Regions from separate parts of the Gossypium hirsutum genome. Here region 2 is linked to region 1. The links are chromatin contacts, called in public Hi-C maps. All regions are on one chromosome and are shown on one strand. The core of a region is the stretch at or near the end of the contact, and the rest is flanking DNA. Distances in the headings are between cores, read along the strand shown.

The links. A called contact is a pair of places that touch in the nucleus more often than the background predicts.
Region 2: a Hi-C map of leaf shows a contact between it and region 1, with 1.6 times the contacts expected there. The contact joins the enhancer-like site here to the promoter of LOC107958859 in region 1. A contact is called at or near these places in 4 of 34 Hi-C or Micro-C datasets (anther and leaf).

Annotation. Positions count from the first base shown.
Region 1 is chrA05:4,042,610-4,046,078 of Gossypium_hirsutum_v2.1, reverse strand. It overlaps LOC107958859 (serine/threonine-protein kinase 38-like), which reads left to right and starts at 1,721. Exons shown (of 13, transcript XM_016894760.2): 1 at 1,721-2,083; 2 at 3,378-3,469. The coding sequence starts at 1,941.
Region 2 is chrA05:4,084,114-4,087,545 of Gossypium_hirsutum_v2.1, reverse strand. No RefSeq gene overlaps it. Among protein-coding and RNA genes, the nearest start is that of LOC121229233, 5.3 kb to the right of the region's middle. Within about 2 kb of position 1,350, at least 2 of the 9 cell types and tissues checked have an H3K27ac peak or open chromatin away from gene starts, as enhancers often do. A contact at or near this core is called in leaf, where this site is marked.

The sequences.
Region 1 (3,469 bases), core at 472-2,971:
TGTCAAACATGAAAGGAAGATAAAACAATTTCATTTCCCCCCACTCTTTGTTTACAATTTTTTATTTCTCTCATGTCACCCACCTTTAGAAGATGTACAACTTCAATGATTTTCTCATCTGTAAACAAAAACACTGAAATACTACAAAAGTGACCCATTAATGTGGGATGTCATCACATGACCGAGAACTGTCATTGTCCAATAAAAAATGGACAAGTTGAGAGACCCAGGTGAACTGGGTTTTTTTTTTGGAGTACTGAATCATTTGGTCTAATTATGGTACAACTCACCACACATGAGATATACATATCATATATGAGTTCTATGGCAGAGTGTTGCTGGTTTAACAGCTAGATTTCACTGTGAAAATTTATTATTTTTTAAGACAATATTGCCTGCATAGATACAGGTAATCTTTCCTACCCTCACATGTCCAAAAAGTACATCTCATTTAGAATCCTAGATTACCGATATTAGATTTTACCGGTTTCTGTGTTACTTAATTATTGTATCATATATGTTCTCTTTTAGTCAAGTCACCATAATTTTAACTCTAATTTATTGATTAATACAAAAAATATATGTATTAAACATAACAACTTATTTTTCTTTTTAATTAAATTAAAATATTAGGAGAGGAGTGTTTGACTGCAGCTTTAATTACTATGTTACCTTATTGTACTCAATGATTTAATACTTATATATTTATACCATAATCAGTTATTTTAAATATCTAGTTAACACAGTATTAACATTAATTAATAAAAAAAAGTAATTTTCGAAGCTCCCCTTTTTAACTATTGGATTTTTAATTTTTTTTCAGTAAAAATTATTCACTATCAAAATATTTATTGCTTTTATTAACAAGTCCCCTTAAGTTAAATAAAATTATAATATTCTACATAAATGAAAACACGAATTAATTATAAAAATTCATTGAAATAAATAATTACACAAATCAATTAAATTAAATATGTCTAGAGTTGTAAGTTCTAAAGCATAGAAATCATCAAACTATTGTATTTGGTAAATATTCTTATAAATAATAATTTAAGTGAAGAATCCATGATTTTTTTACGACCTTTATAATCTTTAAAGGGAAATAATAATATTGTTACTATATATATAAAAATATAAAAGACAGCAGCATGTTAAGGTTGTCGTAAGATTTCAGTATATGAATTTCTTTTGTTACAACTAAGATCAAAGGGAACAAACAATAATGCAAACAGTGAGTTTCTGTGTGAGCATTAATACAATAGATCAACCCGTTTTTTTAAGCAGCAAAATACAGCCAATCACTGACCAGATAATTAAAAAAAAAGAAACACACAAAAACCCACATTGTATTCGAGGCGAGTGAGCGGCACTGTCCAATCACAACCCAGAACCCAGTGGGCCCGATTGTAGCTTTCTTGTCCTAAAATGTGTTAAATAATCATTTATGACCGGAAAACTACACCTCTCTCCACCACATCTCGAAGGGAATTCACGCTTTCATCGCCGCGCGTGAGAGTTTCTTTCCCCCCATTCCTACGCTGACAACACTCGCTAAATTTATTGCTTAAAAATAAAATAAAAACATATCCTCCACTGCTCCCAGTCCCACCCTGAACCCGCTCCAAAACAAGAATCAACACACAGCCATGATGGTATCTATCCACGTGGATGATTTTTATTGAGTATAAACAGCAAAGGATGGTGAGAGTGGAAGTAGAAGATTCAGAGGAAAATCAGTGAAAGAGCTCTCTGTTTTCTCTTCCATCATCTCTCTTCGTTGGCTGTTGCAGTAAATCAAAAAGTTTTTATCTTTCTTTAAGTAAAGAGATATACAGAAAAAAGTTGAAAGCTTTTAGAAGAGGAAATATATAAATATATATACTGAGAGAGAGAGAGAGAGAAAGACGGAGAACGGGAGATTTTAGAGGGAGAGAGGGGAAATGGAGGGTATAGAGGAAGAAGAGAGTGGAGAAGAGGAGGTGTTAGGGTCAAGCTTGACGATGGAGAAAGTGGCTGCTGCTAAACAGTTTATCGAGAATCATTATAGAGCTCAGATGAAGAATATTCAAGAACGCAAAGAAAGGTATTGTTTTACTTAAACAAAAAAATTGCAGTTTCTTTCTCTTTTTTTTTTTTGCATTCTTTACGATCTTTGTTTTGTTGCTGTGAAATCAAAAAAGAGAAAGCTAGGAACTTGTGATGATAGATTAGAGCATTTTTGTTGGTGGAATCAATGAACTTTGTAGTCAGCTGAACCTAATTTCAATTGCTTCTTCTTTTTAATTCAATTTTCCGGTTTTGAGCTGATGAGTCTGGTGTTTGCTTTGCTTTACTATGTATGAGGCTTAGTTTTTTTTTTTCCCCTTTGTTAGTATTTGGGGAGTGGATTAATGTCAACCTAGGTTTCCATGATAGGAAATTGGGGCAGTTAATAGGAGCATTTAGCAGTTTCCCCAAATCAGGTAATTTTTCGAAAAATGGATTTCGAAGTATCAGGAAAAGAAAATTGTGTTATGTATTCTCCTTTGCTTTTCTCATCAATTAATGGTATGTGCTTATTAAAACTGATCTGGTGCATGGTTTAGTTATAATGCAAAGTTGCTCCAGTAAGAAGCTTCTATTTAATGTCTTTTACAGTTCTCTTTGAGTTGATAATTTTGATGATCCAAACTTCTCCTTATACCATTGATATTTTGTAGTTGAAGCCCCAAACTAGCTCCCTTGGAACAAAAGAAACTACAATCACCTCAAAGGGAACTCCTGTTACTTGTGTCCTTAGGAGATAAAAAATGTTAAAAGCAAAGTTTTTATTTTGGAAAATATGGAAAATTTAGGGCTAATATAAATGACTTATCATGAGGTACAAATGCAGTGCTGTCCAACACATATTTGATTAAGACAATGAAGGAAAGCATGTTTTGCTTCATTGATCTACACGGTATGCAGATGTTATTTGTAGAAAACTGATAGATTTGGATTGGTTCATACCAATTCACCACAACCATGACATCAGGTTATCTTTTTCTTTTTTCATTTTTTTCTGTGTGTGTGCATGCACGTGCAGTGCGCAGATTAAAATATCTGATTTGCTAGTCAAATTATTACTTTTAGTTTTATCCTTAGAGAACTTACTAATTTCATGTGGTACATGATATTTTCAGCTTTATTTGATAAAGGAATTTTAAATCAATTCTACAATGACTTTTGGGTTATTATGTAAATGAGATCTATTGCAATGAAGTTTCTTGTTCCTTGTAAGTTGTAACACTGTTTTCCTCAACCTGATGTAGCCTTTTCCAAAATGTTCTCAGCATTTGTATGCTTGAAGTTGGTAATGCCAATTTCAGTTTAAACAACATGATTTAATTTCATTGCAGACGATGGGTCCTTGAGAGAAAGCTAGCTGCTTCAGATGTGCCCAAGGAGGAACAGATCAATCTGATAAAGGATTTAGAGAGGAAAGAGACAG
Region 2 (3,432 bases), core at 101-2,600, 42 kb before region 1:
GTTATAGTTAGACTTGTTCAGGCTTAAAGATTTATTTAAAATTTGAAAGAATTTTAGCAAAAATATTATACTTGAAAAATGAGCTAGGGCAAAAAAATTTGTCTCGTTTAAAATATAGATCTGGCTCAAGTTTGAACATTAAAATTATTAAATATTAAATTTAAAAAATATAAATACAAATATAATTTTAATAAAATAATATAAGTGGGCCTAAAATGAGCTGAATTAGTCATTTGTAAATATGAACGGACTGGATCAAAATTTTAAAATCATATTTTGAGCCGAATCAGACTTAAATAAAAATAAAATATGTTACTGTACCATAAATAACCCTAGTGTGTTTTGAAGTATAGCTTATGTTGCTGCTATTCCTTTGAGTTAAATTTACTTTATTGTAGTTAGAAGAATTTAAGGTTGCTATATTTCCACGAATCCACACTTGTCATTTATGTTTAGGTTCCTTTAACTTTGAATAGACTTGGAATTTGGAGGATCATGGTATGATGTGCGTAATCATAACAACAAAATGAATGAATTGTAAGTTTTACGATCAGCCCTAATTTTTATGTGATTAATTCTTAGACATGTGTACTTAGTAGCCAATTTTCTGAGTTTTACTGGCTCATGATTACATGCTTAGTGTTTATGAGAGCTTTTGATAAAAGGGGTTTGATGGTCCAAATTTAAGTCATAATGCTTGCACATAGAATTCGAGAAGCAGTCTGTTATTCAACAAAGGGGAATTGTGTTCTTCACTAGAAGTGTATACGTAATTCCGCCAGCATGGTCTGGCACTGGTAAAACAGCAACCTTCTACTGAATCTGCTTTGTAATCTTGCTACAGCACAATTATGATTTAGCTCAGTATCAAGCTTTGCTTTTTGCAGAACCCATCCAGAAAGTCATGCGAAGAGAGATTGTGAAGAGCCGCTGTTGTAAAGGCAGTTCACATTGAGAGAGTTGCAGAGAGCACTTGGTGGCGAATAGACATGAATGGTAGTCTTATAGAACGACTTACTTTTACTTGTCGTCCAGGTGGTATTTATAGGAAAAGGAAGGCTAGTCATACACTCATATCCCTCAAGTCTAGGCGTTGTAGTATAGTGAGTGTCAACTTAAGATTTTATTGTACTTCACTTGAAAAAACCAAATGGAGGAACTACTAGAGGTGATACATTCATGGGTACTTGTAGGAGTCTTCTCAATATATATCTTATTTGGATTGTGTCGTCTTAAGAAGGTAGTGTCTGTACGAGGGTGTAAAGAGGTTTAAAGGGTGAAGTTTGTCAGACATGATTGTTATGGGGTTGCATCACCATTATCTAAGCTGAGTTGCCTCAGCTAGACCTTATGGATTTGAGTTTTATGGTATTGGGTCCACCATATTGAATGTGAGGTACAACGTATATATTAGTCCAAGAAAGTGTTTGATAATATCATTACTAATAAAATTAATAAAATTATCCTACACTATTTTATCTGATTATCCATAATTTCATATTCGTTGGATTATTTACACTTTTAACATTAAATATGTATTCATCATTATTATTGATTTGTCCTTAACCAAGTGTAAATAATTTAATAAATAATATATAATTTTGGTCATACTCCATAAGTCATCGAAAAAAATAATTTGGCTGAAAATTAATATACTCAATTTATAACCCATAATCAAAATAAAAAAGAATAATTTTAGATAGGGAATTATGTCTTAATAAATTCAGAATTTCTAATCATTTTTATTTTATTTTAACATCCTATTATCATTTAAAAATTATTGACTTTACTTTTAAATTTTGGCTTTCTTTAAAATAACATGAAATATTTTAAAAAATAAGGATAAACATAAAAAATAAATATTTTTTAAAATTTAAAAATTTATATTTATATTTATTAAATGATCTAATTATATTTTGTATTTAATTTTAAATAATATACCAAACAAATTTTATAACCTTAATTTTTCAGTTTATCAAAAAACACCTTAATTAAAATTGGTATAAATAATTTATAATAAATATTATGTAATTTATTTAAATATTTAATAGGTCAAAATGTACAAAAAAATTATCTTTTATGAATAAAAGTTTCAATTTTTAAAATAAAATATAATTGTAATTTAAAAATATATAGATGTACTAATATAATTTTATAAAATTAAAAACTTAAATTTAAATTATGTATGTGTTTGGAATGGTATTAGCTAATTAGATTTTAGTGTAATTATCCATATAATTACTCCAACTCTTCTCCTTCTCAAAAAATTGAAGAATATAAACACTCAATTCAAGGAAATTCACTAATTATAATAATTATAGAAACAAGCCACACATATATATAATTATAATCACACTCAAATCATAAAATGCTTTTACAATCGCATCCAAAAATTAAAATTTCGTTTGGATTATATTAACATGTAATAATACTATTCATGTTTGGGTTAATTTAATAATTACACTCCCAAAATCTACTTAAATTTTTTCGAATTAATAAGCAATATATTAGTTTTTTGGGGGACTAGATGCTTTCTTAGAAAAAAATAAATTAATATATGTTCCTCAATATATACATATGAAATTCTGAGCGTACGTACCAAAGATAAATTTAAGTCTTAAATTTTTATTAAGTTCATCGGCCTTTATTTTTTAAATATTTTTATATTATAAAAAATAGAATAATTATAAATTAAATAAAAATAAATTTTAATTTGAATAATTATGAATTTTTAATACTAATCAAACCAAAAATATCAAATAATCGCCACACCAAACACTACGGTTTTTTTTTTAATTTTTATAATTGGTCCTCAAAAGATATTACATTTCAACGCTCTTAAACACACGTCTTTTTGCATTAGTAACAATACCCATGCCAATCGAAGTAAAACTCAATTAACATCTTTAAACACAAATTTACAAGGAAGAAAAAGAAGAATCTTTCACAACAAAATATATTATTTCATACTTTTAAAATTTAAAGTAAAACTTAAATTTCTTCATATCTAAAAATGAAACCTAAATGAAGTAAACTCGACCGTAAGTCTTGTATAATTTCTCCATAAAAAAAAGAAAAAAAAAAGAAATGGACGATTGTCTGCACACTTCACATCTGTAAATGCACTTTTTTTCAACTACAATTTATATTTTTTTCCTTAAAAGGTTAAAAAAAAAATTGAAACAAAATTGAAAAAAGAGAGACTGAAACGATCGGTACGCATGCATGCATGGGAAGGGCGTTTTGCCAACCCTGAAGAGCCAATGGCATGCATACATTGATGTTACAAAGTTAAAGAAGCATGTGGGTGAAGCACATGCATCTGATACCCTGAAAACCCTCACATGCTTCGCATTAAGCTGTCGACTGTTGACCCACAAACCGGCCTTTTCCTCATTCCTTCATCTGTTTTAATGCCATAAGGGGTGGTTG